Regions from separate parts of the Mus musculus genome. Here region 2 is linked to region 1. A link is a contact called in public HiChIP or PLAC-seq data. All regions are on one chromosome and are shown on one strand. Each heading gives the region's core, a stretch centred on a gene start, on an enhancer-like site or on the middle of the called end of the contact. The rest is flanking DNA. Distances are from core to core; before and after follow the strand shown. Region 1 holds the start of Nup155 (nucleoporin 155). Region 2 overlaps Egflam (EGF-like, fibronectin type III and laminin G domains).

What was found. HiChIP or PLAC-seq counts read pairs in DNA pulled down with a chosen protein or histone mark.
Region 2: a contact with region 1 is called in a FOXA1 HiChIP or PLAC-seq map of pancreatic cancer cells. The contact joins the enhancer-like site here to the promoter of Nup155 in region 1. A contact is called at or near these places in 4 of 39 promoter capture datasets (the 3T3-L1 cell line, 3T3-L1-derived adipocytes, hippocampal neurons and 1 more) and 1 of 115 datasets of contacts at active chromatin or transcription factors (pancreatic cancer cells).

Annotation. Positions count from the first base shown.
Region 1 is chr15:8,105,408-8,112,325 of GRCm38.p6, forward strand. Nup155 (nucleoporin 155) reads left to right here and starts at 3,906. Exons shown (of 35, transcript NM_133227.3): 1 at 3,906-4,195; 2 at 6,876-6,918. The coding sequence starts at 4,039.
Region 2 is chr15:7,211,255-7,218,172 of GRCm38.p6, forward strand. It overlaps Egflam (EGF-like, fibronectin type III and laminin G domains), which reads right to left. Exons shown (of 22, transcript NM_178748.6): 20 at 877-960. Among named protein-coding and RNA genes, the nearest start is that of Lifr, 85 kb to the left of the region's middle. Within about 2 kb of position 2,622, at least 28 of the 459 cell types and tissues checked have an H3K27ac peak or open chromatin away from gene starts, as enhancers often do. A contact at or near this core is called in pancreatic cancer cells, where this site is marked.

The DNA.
Region 1 (6,918 bases), core at 2,656-5,155:
GTTTTTTGAGACAGGGTTTCTCTGGCTGTCCTGGAACTCACTCTGTAGACCAGACTGGCCTCGAACTCAGAAATCTGCCTGCCTCTGCCTCCCGAGTGCTGGGATTAAAGGCGTGCGCCACCATGCCTGGCTTTAATGCCACGGTTCTGAAAGGGTGTATATAGCAAGCACCTTGAGTACTATAGTCACGCTATCATAGAGTTGGCATTCTATGTAAACATAGGGGATATAAATATTTGTTTTACAATTAGACAGATTAAATTAAACGTCTCGTTAGTTATTCAGATTAAGGAGCTGGAGAGAGTGCTCCATGGTTAAAAACGCTCCCTGCTCTTTTAGAAGACCTGTCTGGTTTCCAAGCACCTACATTGGGCAGCTGACATCTCCTGTACCTCCAGGTCCAGGCTGTCAAATGCCCTGTTGTCTCCATGGGCATACACACATGCACACACGCATGAACACACATTCACACAGACACATAATAAAAATAAATCCTTGTTTTCAGATTAAATAAAAGATCCAAAGTATCTCTCCTTCAGCAGTCTGATTTCCTGAAAACAGATATAATTAACAGGGGTTAGCAGATGCTCAGGACAGCAGTATTAAGAAAAATAACAAAAATTTGGGAAGTCCAAGAATTTTTTTTTTAATTGAGGCTGGGTATGGCAGATGACAAGTGTAATCACAGCTACCCTGATCCTTGAGGGAGGGAGGGAGGAGGGCTGCAAATTTGAATCCTTTGTGGGCTACATTGTGAGTTGTTCAAGGTCAGTCTAAGCAATGTAGTAAAACCTAGTCTCACCACAAAAAGAAAAAAGAAAAGCCAGGCAGTGGTGGTGGAAGCTTTTAATCCCAGCACTTGGGAGGCAGAGGCAGGTGGATTTCTGAGTTCGAGGCCAGCCTGGTCTGCAGAGTGAGTGCCAGAAGAGTGGCCCACATCCATTACCATGGTTCCCTGATAACTTTTTTTTTTTTTTTTTATTATTATATGTAAGTACACTGTAGCTGTCTTCAGACACACCAGAAGAGGGAGTCAGATCTTGTTACGGATGGTTGTGAGCCACCATGTGGTTGCTGGGATTCGAACTCTGGACCTTCGGAAGAGCAGTCGGGTGCTCTTACCCACTGAGCCATCTCACCAGCCCCCCCCCTGATAACTTCTAACAGTAGTTAGAAATTGATTCCTGGTTCCAGAAACTGTTTCCAGGACAGCCAGGGCTATACAGAGAAACCCTGTCTCGAAAAGCCAAAATAAATAGATAGGTAAATAAATAAATAAATAAAGGCAAATCGTAACTGTTCTGGGCAGGTGGCTGCCTTGCCTACTAAAGTGTCTTTCTGTGGAAACAAAGCCTCTCTTCCCATTGCTCTCTATGCTACTGAATTCTGTATACACCCCATTAGAAAATCTACAACCAGCCCCATTATTATAGTACTTTTCATTTTCTGTTTATGAAAAAGTGTTGATCCCAAAGATGAAAGGACAAAGATCACCATGGCCAAATTAATTAAAGCAAGCAATTAATTAAAGCAAGCTATTTTATTCATGTACACTGGCTGCCTACCCCTCAGGACAGGTCAGCTTTGGATGTAAGGAAGACAAGGCTTTTTATAGTTTAGGGGTAAGCTGTTGGGTTTTTTGTTTTTGTTTTTTAACAAAATCTCAGCCGTTTGATTTTATCAATGAAGACTTGGGAGCCAGATGCTGGGGGGACAGCCTGCTAGTTCAGAGACCCAGAGAAAGCACCCAGTTGACCATCTTCCTCAGCTGATACTCCAGAAGCAATGCCCCTCTTTCTCCCACTCCCACTCAAAAGAACCTCCAGACAACTAAATGCTCCTCCCTTCTACTCCCTATGTGTCTCTGTCCTCCTGACTCCCTCTTACTCTCAAGACTTTTTTCTTAATAATCCTATGGTCACTTCCTGTCAACTGGCCGCTTGTTCTGCCTCCTGACCTATGGTTGATTTTATTTAACCCTGTTTACATTATTCAAGCAGAAAGCTGTTGAATTAAAAGTATATGTTTAGGCTGACCCATACCACAACTAAAACCAGGCTTTCCCAGTAAATAACACAATATCAGGGTTCATGGTGTGATCAAATATCCTGCAACAGTAGGGGGTTCACAAACGGGGGATTGGATGGACAGAGCAGGTTGGGTTATAGGAGAGGAACAGAGACAAAGACATGGTTGCAAGATGGGCATGACAAGGCGGTTATAACAAGGTAGGCATAGAACATTCTTGTTTCTTTGTTTGGGTTTTTCGAGACAGGGTTTCTCTGCATGACAGCTCTGACTGTCCTGGAACTTGCTTTGTAGACGGGGGCTGGCATTGAACTCACATTCGGCCTACGTCTGCCTGCTAAGTGCTGCGATTAAAAGCATGCACCATCAGCTCCTGGCCATGTAACCTTTTGAATCAAAGTAGGGTTGCAAGATGATTATAAACGACTTTTTGAAACAAAGACATGATTGCCATTCCTGGAACACTTGGTACAGAACCATTTGTAGTTAAGGCTGTGGGGAGCGGGGCATAGGCTAATCCCTGAGAAACAGAGGTTTGATTATAAACAGGCATGAACCTAGTTTGTTTTTTATTGTAAGCTGTCTTTTAAACGTAAGATGGAGGCAGGCTGATTCTTCGAAAGGTCTCAGTACATAGCCCAGTCTGGCTTCCAACTACAGGTGCCTGCCTCTATGCCTGGACCTTGAGAGGCATTTACTTTGTCTCTGTAAAAGTGTAGTAATTTGGTATTCCCAACAGCAGGCACGATTCCTGACACAGTACATACTCGGTTTCCTAGAATCAGACCATCTGTTGAATGCATCCATTATTTAATATCCTTGTGCTCTGAGATGAGAACAGATGGATCAGATGAGTGTTCTCCCAAGGCAACAAGGGAGAAAGGTATACAGCAAGAACAAACACTTTTTTCTTCTTTTTCTTGAGACAGACTCTCAAGTTTACTACAAACTTGCCACACAGCCGAGGATGAACTTATCCTCCTGCCTCCACTTCCTAAATCCGCTGGCAGGACCCATCACACAGTATCTCCCTTCCCGCCTCTGTTTGTTTTGAGTTAGGAACACATTCCGTAGCACGCTATCTGGAACTCACCAAATGACACAGTAATCCTTTTGCCGAAACCATAGGACGCGTATTAACAGGCATGAGACACCGTCCAACGCTGACCTCCAACCAAAAAATTTCGCAAAGCCACAAAGCCAATGACCCAGACACGCACATGGGAAAATTCAATAAATTCTTTCTTGGGGGCCGGGGGGGGGGGTGGTGGTTGAGACAGTGTTTCTCTGTGTAGCCCTGTCTGTCCTGGAACTCACTCTGTAGACCAGGCTGGCCTCGAACTCAGAAATCCGCCTGCCTCTGCCTCCCAAGTGCTGGGATTAAAGGCGTGCACCACCACCGCCCAGCAATCCAATGAATTCTTAATTCACCCCCATTATTTGAAACGCTGTGAGTTTCTGGCTCACAGGTAAACTTTCTGGAACTAGCGATCAATTTCTAACTACTGTTAGAAGTTATCAGGGAACCACGGTAATGGATGTGTGCCACTCTTCAGCCGTCGCCACATTCCAAACTGGGGGTGGGGCTCAAAGCAAAGAATCAGCACGCGCGATGTCACCACCGCACAGGCGACCGCAAGGGGACATCAACCCCACTCCAGCACCCGAAGTTCCTCTTCCCTCTCCCCCCCGCCCCGCCCCCAGTCCCCTCCCCTCTCCCGTATCCTCTTCCCTTCTCCTCCTCCCTTCCCTAGGCCATCTCCAAATTCAACTCTAGTCTCCTCCCTCACGCCTTCGCCAATGTCCGACACTCAACTGCTTCCTCTTCCCGTCCCAGAAGCGGCGTCTTCCAGTGCCGGGGAGGACGAACCGGAAGTGCGTCATGACCTGGCGCCCAGTTATTCGTTTTCCGCGCGCGTTCCGAGGAGCGGTTTTGGGCTCTCTTCGTTTTTCTCACGGTTCTCCACGGGTTTGGAGTGTTTCTATAAGGCGGTGGCCACGATTGCCGACATGCCATCGGTGCTGGGCTCTATGATGGTGGCCTCTACGTCGGCCGCCGCCTCCCTGCAGGAAGCTTTGGAAAACGCGGGGAGGCTTATCGATCGACAGTTGCAAGAAGACCGCATGTACCCGGACCTTTCTGAGCTGCTCATGGTGTCGGCCCCAAGTGAGTGATCGGTCCACTGGACGCTCTGTTTCCCCACCATAGGATTCTAGTCCGATTCCCCTGTCTTCTTCTCTGTACGTTGGTGCCCTCGTGAACATTCAGAGATTAGGGCTTGGTTTCTTGAAAACACGACAAACAGCAACCGACTTTTAGCTTTTATTGCTTATTTCTTCTTGTCTACACTTTATTTACTGTAGATACTCGAGGAGGTAAGAGCAAACTCATTAAGTCCAAATGAGAAGAATCCTCTGATCCAGATTCCATTTCTGTGCATTTTTTGCTTCGATAATGCTCGCTCAGAAAAGCAAGCGAGTTAATTTGGAAATCTGCCGCGTTCTCTCAGAGTCATGTCATACGTGTAGAGTTAGTATATTTGTGAGTGCCGGGACTAACTAGGAAAGAAATATAGGGGTCAGAAGGCTAACTGACAGGGAGAGCAGAACTAAGTTTATCTGCCAACAGAGGAGATAATTTGGAAGAATTTGCCTTAACTTTTAAAACTTGTTACCAGCTAAAGGTTTGTGGAGTTGCATTAGTTGCTACAAAATGTTTCTTGTGAAATGAAAGTTGGAGAAAAACAGAAATGTAACATGCAGGTGAGACTTGGTGAGAAAAAAAAATGGGTGGGAGTAACTTAAACAGAATAATCAATCAAAAGTAGCCCAAAGCACATGAGCAATGACTTGTAAAAATCTATTAAGAGATTTTTATTTTTTTAACCAGAAATACTGACAGCAGCCAGATAGTGGTTGTCCATTCCTTTAATCTCAGCATTTGGGAGGCTGAGGCAGGCGGATCTCTGTGGGTTCCAGGCTAGGCTGGTCTATAGAGGGTGCTCCACAGCTGCCAAAGCTACACAGAAAAACCTTTAATCCCAGCACTTGGGAGGCAGAGGGAGACGGATTTCTGAGTTCGAGGACAGCCAGGGCTATACAGAGAAACCCTGGGGGGGGGTGGGGTCGTTGAAAAACCCTGTCGTGGAAAACTGAAAAGAAAAATACCAGAAGCAAAGATAGTCTTTGTACTTGACAAGTATTAGCAAATGAGCTTGCCTTTTTTGGAGCAGGGTCCAAAATTTTATAAAAACTTGCTTGACCTATTAGCTGCTATTGTCTTCATATGTCCAACCCCCTCCCACCCCCGCTTTGCTTTCTGATCCTCTCAAATGTGTAATCTCTTTAATATACTTTCCTCCTCATACTAATCCCTTTCCCTTCTAGCATTTTCCCCCCTCTGCCTAACAGGCTCCTCCCAGACAAGTTTTCTCTGATAGCCCTGGCTGTCCTGGAACTCCGTCCGAGATCTGCCTTCCTCTGCCCCTGAAGTGCTGGGTTAAAGGCATGGACATGGAAGCCTGGTTCCATCCAGTTCTTAGTAAAAGACCCTAGTTCTAAGTCAGGCATGGTGCTACATGCTTTTAATTTCATGCTCTTGGAGACAGAGGCAGCGAGATCTCTTTGAGTTTGAGGTCAGTCCGAATACATAGTGAGTTCTGACCAGAACAATAAAGTGAGACCCTGCTCCAAAAAAGGGAAGTCTTTAGTTTCTTTGAAAATTTTCTTGACCACTCACATTGTCATTGTCAAAGAAGTTATTCTTCCCTTTTGTATTTCCACTTCATTTCCTATGTGCATTGTTCTATTGAAATTGTATTTTAGGGCTAAGATTTATTTTTAGAAAGAACCCAGTGGAGAGGTGAACAGGAATGGTTATGTGAATGAACCATGCTGGGGCCAACATATCTATGATTGTTCAGCCATGGTAATCAGTATTTTTTTTTAAAGATTTTATTCATTTTATGTACGCTTGTAGCTCTCTTCAGACATAACAGAAGAGAGTATTGGATCCCATTATAGATGGTTATGAGCCACCGTCTAGTTCCTAGGAATTAAACTCATGACCTCTGGAAGAGCAGTCAGTCCTCTTAACTGCTGAGCAATCTCTCTAGTGCAGTAATCAGTATTTAATGTCAGTTCTCCAAACATCCTTGTATTCTGAACTAGACCCTGATAAGGTACCTGGAATACTTAGGTTGTAGGTCAGGGCTAGTGTTAAGTGTCCTGAAGGACAGGTCAAGTAGACCAGCCCACTCGTGCCCCTCGGCTCTGAGTCAGAGAGCAAGAGATAGGAAGCACAAGAAGAATTCTTTATTGAGAGCAGTCTGGATCCCCACCAACTTCCAGTGATGTTTTGCATTATTGGTATTTATGTATGATGTATTGGTCTGGGAGAGAAATCCAAAGAGGACAAATAGATTGTTTGGTGTGAACCTTGTTCCGTTGTTTTTAGGAAAGGATCTAATGTAACTGGGGCTAGTCTCTAACGGTTGTCAGGAGTGACCTTGAATTTCTAATCCTCCTAAGAGCTACAGATAGAGGTTCCTGCTACTCCAGTCTGTTTGATGCTGAGCCAGGAGTCACGGCCAGGGATTCATGTCTGCTGCACAAAACCTGCTGAGCTCCATCCCACTCTTGATTACTTCCTCTCGTTTTTGAAACCAGTACCTGTCCCACCCTGTAGTGGTGAGCTTTCTTAGGTTCAGTTTGTGACAGGTTAGAACTCCTTCATTTCAGAGATGTCATAGGCACTGGGGTGACTTGACTGGCTTATCTATTCCTAGTTGATGAGTGGTACTTTATTGTTGTAAATAAACGCTTTCTTTTATCTTTTTTTTGTGTAGACAGTCCTACTGTTTCTGGAATGTCCGACATGGATTACCCTCT
Region 2 (6,918 bases), core at 1,372-3,871, 900 kb before region 1:
TAATATTCTTTCAGGGGGGGTTGCCTATGCAAGACATTAAATCCTCACCTAATTGAGCCACTAACAGGTGTTTTCCCACATATAACAATAAATACTGGCAACAATGTGGACCAAAGGGAACCCTTATAGACTGCAGGTAGGGATGTAAACTAGTTTAGCCACTGTGGGAATTAATATGGAGATACCTCAATAAGTCTAATGTTCCAGCTGTACTACTTACTCCTTGATAAAACCCCGAAGACTCTAACCGTACATGTCACAGGATACTTGCTCCTCAATGCCTGTCTCAGTGCTGTTCAAAAGCATCACAATAATAATAACTGTAGCTAAGTTACAGAAGCAACCTAGTACAGGCAACCACACAGTGGTTAGAGAAAATGTGATATGTATTTTTTTCCAGCCAGAAAGAAAGAAAGAAAGAACAAAAATTATATATTTTTAGAAAATGTATGCTCCTGGATAGAATCATATTAATCAAACCAAATCTCTTGTCTTGCAGAGATGAATATATGTTTATGTTTCTTTTTCTCTTGGGTGGTCTCTTTAATTACAGATAAATAAAATCATATATGTACATATGATATGGAAGTAGAAGTAAGATTGTCTAAGGGGACAAAGAGGGCCAAGGGAAAGGGTGGGGAAGATGGATATACGGTGGCAGTGTGTGTGTGTGTGTGCTCAGCATACATCTGCTTCCATTCAGAGCTAATGTAGGGGTTCATTTTCTGCCCACTGATCAGTCAAGGGTGTGGGCTTTGGTGGCAATATGAGACTGCCAGGAAAAAGGCGAGTTCGAGGGCAGTAAGGCTGAAAGAAAGCTGGACACACATCTGTTTCCTTGTACCTGGCTCCGTCTCCCTTTCTGTAGATGCTCACCTGACAGCCTTGACTCGGTGCCACCGGCCATCGCTGAAGGAACCGTTCACCATGATGGAAGCCACGCCACTGCCCAGGTTGTAGCTAAAGGTGTTAGGGACAAACCCGGAAAGAAACGATGAAACACAAAGATGCAGGGGGCTGCCCATTTGCAAAGGCTGTCGCTGTCCAAGATCACCCAGGGTGTAATGTCCTTAACCCAGGTAACCAGGCTGGCACAGAAGGTGGTCACTTTCCAGCTTAGTACACGAATGAATGGCATTTTACATTTGCAGATGTGGTAGGGTAAGCATTATACTTTACCATCTAAGTCATTTTATGTGTACCTTTCAGGACTATTAAGAATATCCATATGTCACTAACATTTAGGATACTTCCATCTTGCAAAATAGATACTGCATAGTTCTAGCCCCACTCTCCCCCAAGCCCTGAACACCACTGTTCTACTCGTTAGCTTCGACTACTCCAGATACCCAATTAAGTAGAATCACAGGGCAGGTGCCTTTTTGTGATGGCCTCACTTCACAGTGTAAGGCCGCCAAGGTGATCCAGGCACACGTATGGAAGCATTGTAGCTACAGCACTGGAATCAATGAGAAGACCTTATCATCTGCACCACTTTGCACAGCATTTCTCTGAGATTCCTGCCCACCATGAACCTTGGAATATGGCCGTGTTTGGAAAGAGGGTCTGGTGTAGTTAGTTAAGACGAAGCCACAGTGGGTTAGAGGGACATTCCATCAGTATGACCGATACCATTGTATGGAAAAAATCTGAACACAGAGACACATGGGGGGAAATGATCTGTGATGATGAAAGCAAAGACTGAAACTATGTATCCATCTATTAGCTAGAAACAGGAAGACTGCCACTCAGCGCCAGAAACACCAACAGAACCCCCTTGGTCCTGCCAAGGAAGCAGTTCTGGTGACATATTGAATTTTGTATTTCTAGTCTCCAGAACTGTACAAACATTGATTTTGGGGTGGGGGCTTGTAGGGTGTTTATATGTTTTGTTGGTTTTTTTTTGTTTGAGACAGGGTTTCTCTGTGTAACAGCCCTGGCTGTCCTGGATCTCACTTTGTAGATCAGGCTGGCCTCGAACTCACAGAGGCTCACCTGCCACAATCCCCCCAAGTGCTAGGATTAAAGGCGTGCACCACCACACTTGGCCAAACATTGATTTTTTTTTTTAATGTTATAAATTTCATGATAATTTATTACAGAACTCCTGGGAAAGTACTAAGCACTTTCATGTTAAGAAAGAGAGAGAGAGAGAGAGAGAGAGAGAGAGAGAGAGAGAGAGAGAGAGAGAGAGAGAGAGAGGAGGGGAGGGGGAGGGGAGAGGGAGGGAGGAGGGAAGGAAGGAAGGAAGGAAGGAAGGAAGGAAGGAAGGAAGGAAGGAAGGAAGGAAGGAACCCAGTATTGTAGAGTAAGCTGAACTCTAGAGATGAAGAGAATTTGCTTGAAATCACAGAGGTGAGATATAAAATTGAGTTTCATGTATTCTCTACCCCCCCTTTAATATCAGACCTACCTTGTCCATCTCAATTCCCAGATACTTTGACATCCTCAAGGACTCAGAAGTCATGGGTGTGCTTCCCAGGAGAAATAGCCCTCTCCAGGCACTCACAGCTCATTCCATGATTTTAATTTGATTCAATCCAGCAAATATTTAGTGAGTGACTACTCCAACCTGGGCAGGGGGCCAATTGCCTAACCTTCCCTGGATAACACAATCAGACCATGTGCTCAAACATCCAGAGAGAGGGGCCCACAGGGGCAGCTTTGTCCTCATTGTGGGAAGAGAGGTGTGTACACACTGTGGGGGGCAGGGGGGGGAGAGGAAGGCTGTTGAGAATAGAAAGCATTTAGTTTTCCCAGAGAAAGTTCTACAGCTCGTTCATTTCCTAACAGAGACCCACAGAAACAACACAGCCACAGCACTGAACCGAGGATAGAAGCTGTGAGATCTTGGCAAACCAAGGGACAAGGCTGCCACCAGACCCTAAAATCTATACCGTTTTATAGCACATATTCCTACAGCAAGTGTCTCCTATGAAAAAATAGCCTGAAGATAGGGATTTGGAGAATTCTTTATGTGCGAGCCAAATGCTTTTTACAGAAAAGAATGAACCTGGGCTGAGTGATTGTTTAGAGGCTAAGGATGCTTTCCAGGAATCATGGCAGCCAGGGTTCAAGCCCCAAGACCCTCATGGTGGAAGGACAGAACTGGCTCCCATAAGTTATTCCTCTAATCTCCACCTGTGCACTATGGCACGTGCGCGCGCGCGCGCACACACACACACACACACACACACACACACACACACACGCGCACACACACACACACACACACACACGCACACACACACACACACACACACACACACACACACGCGCGCGCGCGCACACACACACACACGCACACACACGCACGCACACACACACACACACACACACACACACACACACACACACACAGAGTGTAAATAGGTGTGGGGAATGACCATGAAGCAGAAGCAGAGCTGAGGGGTTAGTTAACTCACTGCATGTGGCTTGGCTGAGCCAAATAACATGGTTGGCAGAGCATGGATATTCACATTCTACAGACCTGCCCAGATCCTCAGTCTTGTCAACTTTACCAGCTCCATGACCTAAGATGATTTGCCTAATTCTCTCAAATACGGGCAAGACGCTTTCCCTGCAAGACTATAGAGACAGTTGACGAACACAGGACACAGTAGGGCATACATAAATAATGCTACCATGCCAAAATTGTGGGATTTGGTGAATCTTACTCAGGAGGTTGACAAGTTAACTTCCTGAGGTCTCCTCTGGGAGCGCAGCCCTGTGGCGACATGAACCCAAGGTGATAAACATGTAACTAACATGTCAGGAATGCCCAGGTCCTGCAGTCAGGTGACCTATGTGTAACTGTAGGGAGCCACACCTGAGTGTGGCAGTCTGTGTTCCTGTGACTGAAACATTTTCATTGTATTAGAACCAGGTGAAACAAGGGTGGGCTTCATTGTTTTCTGCAGCCGTTGGCTCTCTTACTTGAAGGAACAGGACATGCACAAGGGAGTTCAAATAGAGGTTGGCAGACAAAAATCCCACCATCATTTAGGTGGGGCAAATCGGTTAGTTTCTTCATGACTTAACTTTCCAGTCCAGACTCCATAATTTCAGGACCTGCAGAGAGCCATCTCTTCATACTGTCCCTAGATTATTTTATATGCACCATATACATGGTCTCAAACTTACAGTGTAGCGGAGACTGGCCTGCAAACCCCCCACTGTCCCATTTCTACTTCCCAAGTATTGAGATCATAGTTATTCATCAACATATCTGACTCTACATATTGTAAGCTTCCCCAGACTGCCCACTGAGCAGATGTGCACTGCACAGGAAGGATGCCTAGCTACCAAGCCAATCACTGCACAGGAAGGATGCCTAGCTACCAAGCCAATCACAGCACAGGAAGGATGCCTAGCTACCAAGCCAATCACTGCACAGGAAGGATGCCTAGCTACCAAGCCAATCACTGCACAGGAAGGATGCCTAGCTACCAAGCCAATAAGGTCCTCCATGTTTGACTTGCTGCTCTATCAATGTTCCCTGACTCTCACTACTGAGTCCTAAGTCACCTAGTGTGGTGTGTACCAATGGCTGACAGACTAGCCACCAAGGCGGGACACACACACAGGTATACACACAGACACAGACACAGACACAGACACAGACACACACAATCACACACACACACATCCTCAAAGCTCTCCCTCCACAGGTATGTACTTCCTCTAACTACGCCATACCCACTCCAGCAAGGACACACTCACTCCAACAAGGCCACACCTCCTAATAGTGCCACTCCCTGTGTGCCAAGCACTCAAACACATGAGGCTATGAGGGCCAAACCTATTCAAACCACCATGGCTAGAAAGTCTAGAAACTTGAGTATACCGCATTATCTCAGAGTCTCCCTCCTGTTTGTACTAGAAACATTGCGATCTTAAGAGTGAGTGTGTGCACCCTGGAGAATAGTGTACACTCTAAACCTCTCTGATGCAAGTTCCTCAAGGCCAGAATATTTTGCTCTGATTTATTTATCCTTTTATTTTTTTGTTGTTTTATTTTGAGACGAGGCCTCTTGTAGTAGTACACATTGCCTATAGATCTCATTATGAATCTGAAAATGGATCGCTTCTCGGCTTTTTGGTTAAGATCAAGTGTGTGAATCTGAAAGTGGCCTTGAACTCCTAACCTTGCTTCCACCTCAGAAGAGCTGGGATGACGGGCGTGTGTAGCCATACCTTCCCACCAAAGCCTCCGAACCAGCCTTTTCTCTCACAGACAAGGAGCCAGGGGCTGAGAGAAGTTGGCAGTTTATGTGAGCTCACACAGCCATGGGAATCAAGTATGTGGAACCCTGAAGCCACTTCAGATCCAGTTTCTCAGGGTGGGCTTTCTAGAACACTTGGGTGCTTGCTGCCAATAAAATCCCACACTAACTCCATCAGAGCCTGGGGTGGGCAAGCCCAGGAATCTACGTAGGGGACAAACTCCCTAGTGACGGTGACTCACTGTGTGCTTGGCTTTTTAGATTACCTGCTTACATCATAGACCTGCTTGCTCCCAGCCCATTGTAGCCTTTCCGGTGCATCCCTGTGGAGTGGATGGATGTGTAACTACCCAGACGGAAGTGCCCAGTGAGCAGCAATAGGTGGATCTAGATATGGGTGCCAGCTCTACCCCTACCTGGGCCCCAGAAGTGTATCTTATACAGAACACAAGGAAGCACAGAGGCAACTTCAGCTACTCGAGAAAGAAACAGTAACCTAGGGTGTGAGTCGAGGATAGACTAGGGGGTTAGACGGGTGGTAGGAGGCTGGCAGGGGCTCCTCCAGGGCCTGGGGTGAGAGAGGAGCTGGTAGGAGCCTGGTGGCCTGTGTGTTCAGGTCCCCATGCACTGACTTCAGCTGGCAGTTGAGGGGGAGTTGGGATGCCCCGCCCTCTTCTCAGCTCCTGTTTCAGTTCCCTTTTCTGGGCACACTCAAGTACTTGAGGCCTGAGTGAGGTTAACCACAGGAAAACCACAAAGAAATGACTTTGAAGCAGCGAGCTGACAGGGGTGGGAAGAGCACCTCCTCATCTAACCTTGGGGCCACAAAGAGTAGGGAGCAGTGCTGGGGTCACATCACAGGTCAGGGGAGAAGGCTTAGTTTGGAGAATCGCTGCTCCTCACCTGTCAGTGTCTGCTCATAAGCCACGTACCACCACGACAATGTCCCCCATCACAAGGCTGAATCACAGAGCGGGTGGGATGTTAGGGGAGTCACATTTCCCCTCAAAACGTCTTCTCTTCAAATTTGATAGCTTCATGCTAGCCTTGCCTAGCTGGCTGAAACCCCACTACCCTCAGCACATGACCGATAGCAGCCCCAGAATTAATTAATTCTGATGATTTCATTATTATTATTATTATTATTATTATTATTATTATTATTATTATTTGCTGACCACTCAGGGATCCTCATTTTGGTGCTCCCTTAGGAGTCAAAGCTTAACAAATCCCTAATAATAATACCTCCACGTGGGGCTAACGACCCAGAGCCACACTGAGGCTCTCAGCAGACAACTGAATCTTGTGGGGAAATGCAGCCAGGTGAGGCTGCAGCCTGGGAATTGACGTTTTTTTAACAAGTTCTGCAAGGGCACTCTTGCTTGGTGGCAAGCACCTTTTATAGTCTTGATGCCCTGGCTTTTCATACTTAACAAGACAGCCCCTACCTTTTAAGAAATTGAGCTCTTGCTCTGTTTGGTAAGGAGAAGAGTCGGGGGGAAGGGGAGAAAGTGTCCACCGTTGCTTGTTTTGTTTCTTGATTTTTTTTTTCAAGACAGCACTTCTTTTGTGCAGCCTTGACTGCCCTGGAACTAGCTCAGTAGACCAGGCTGGCCTTGAACTCACAGAGATCCACCTGACTCTGCCTCGCAAGTACTGGGATTAAAGGTGTGCATCACCACTGCCTGACCAG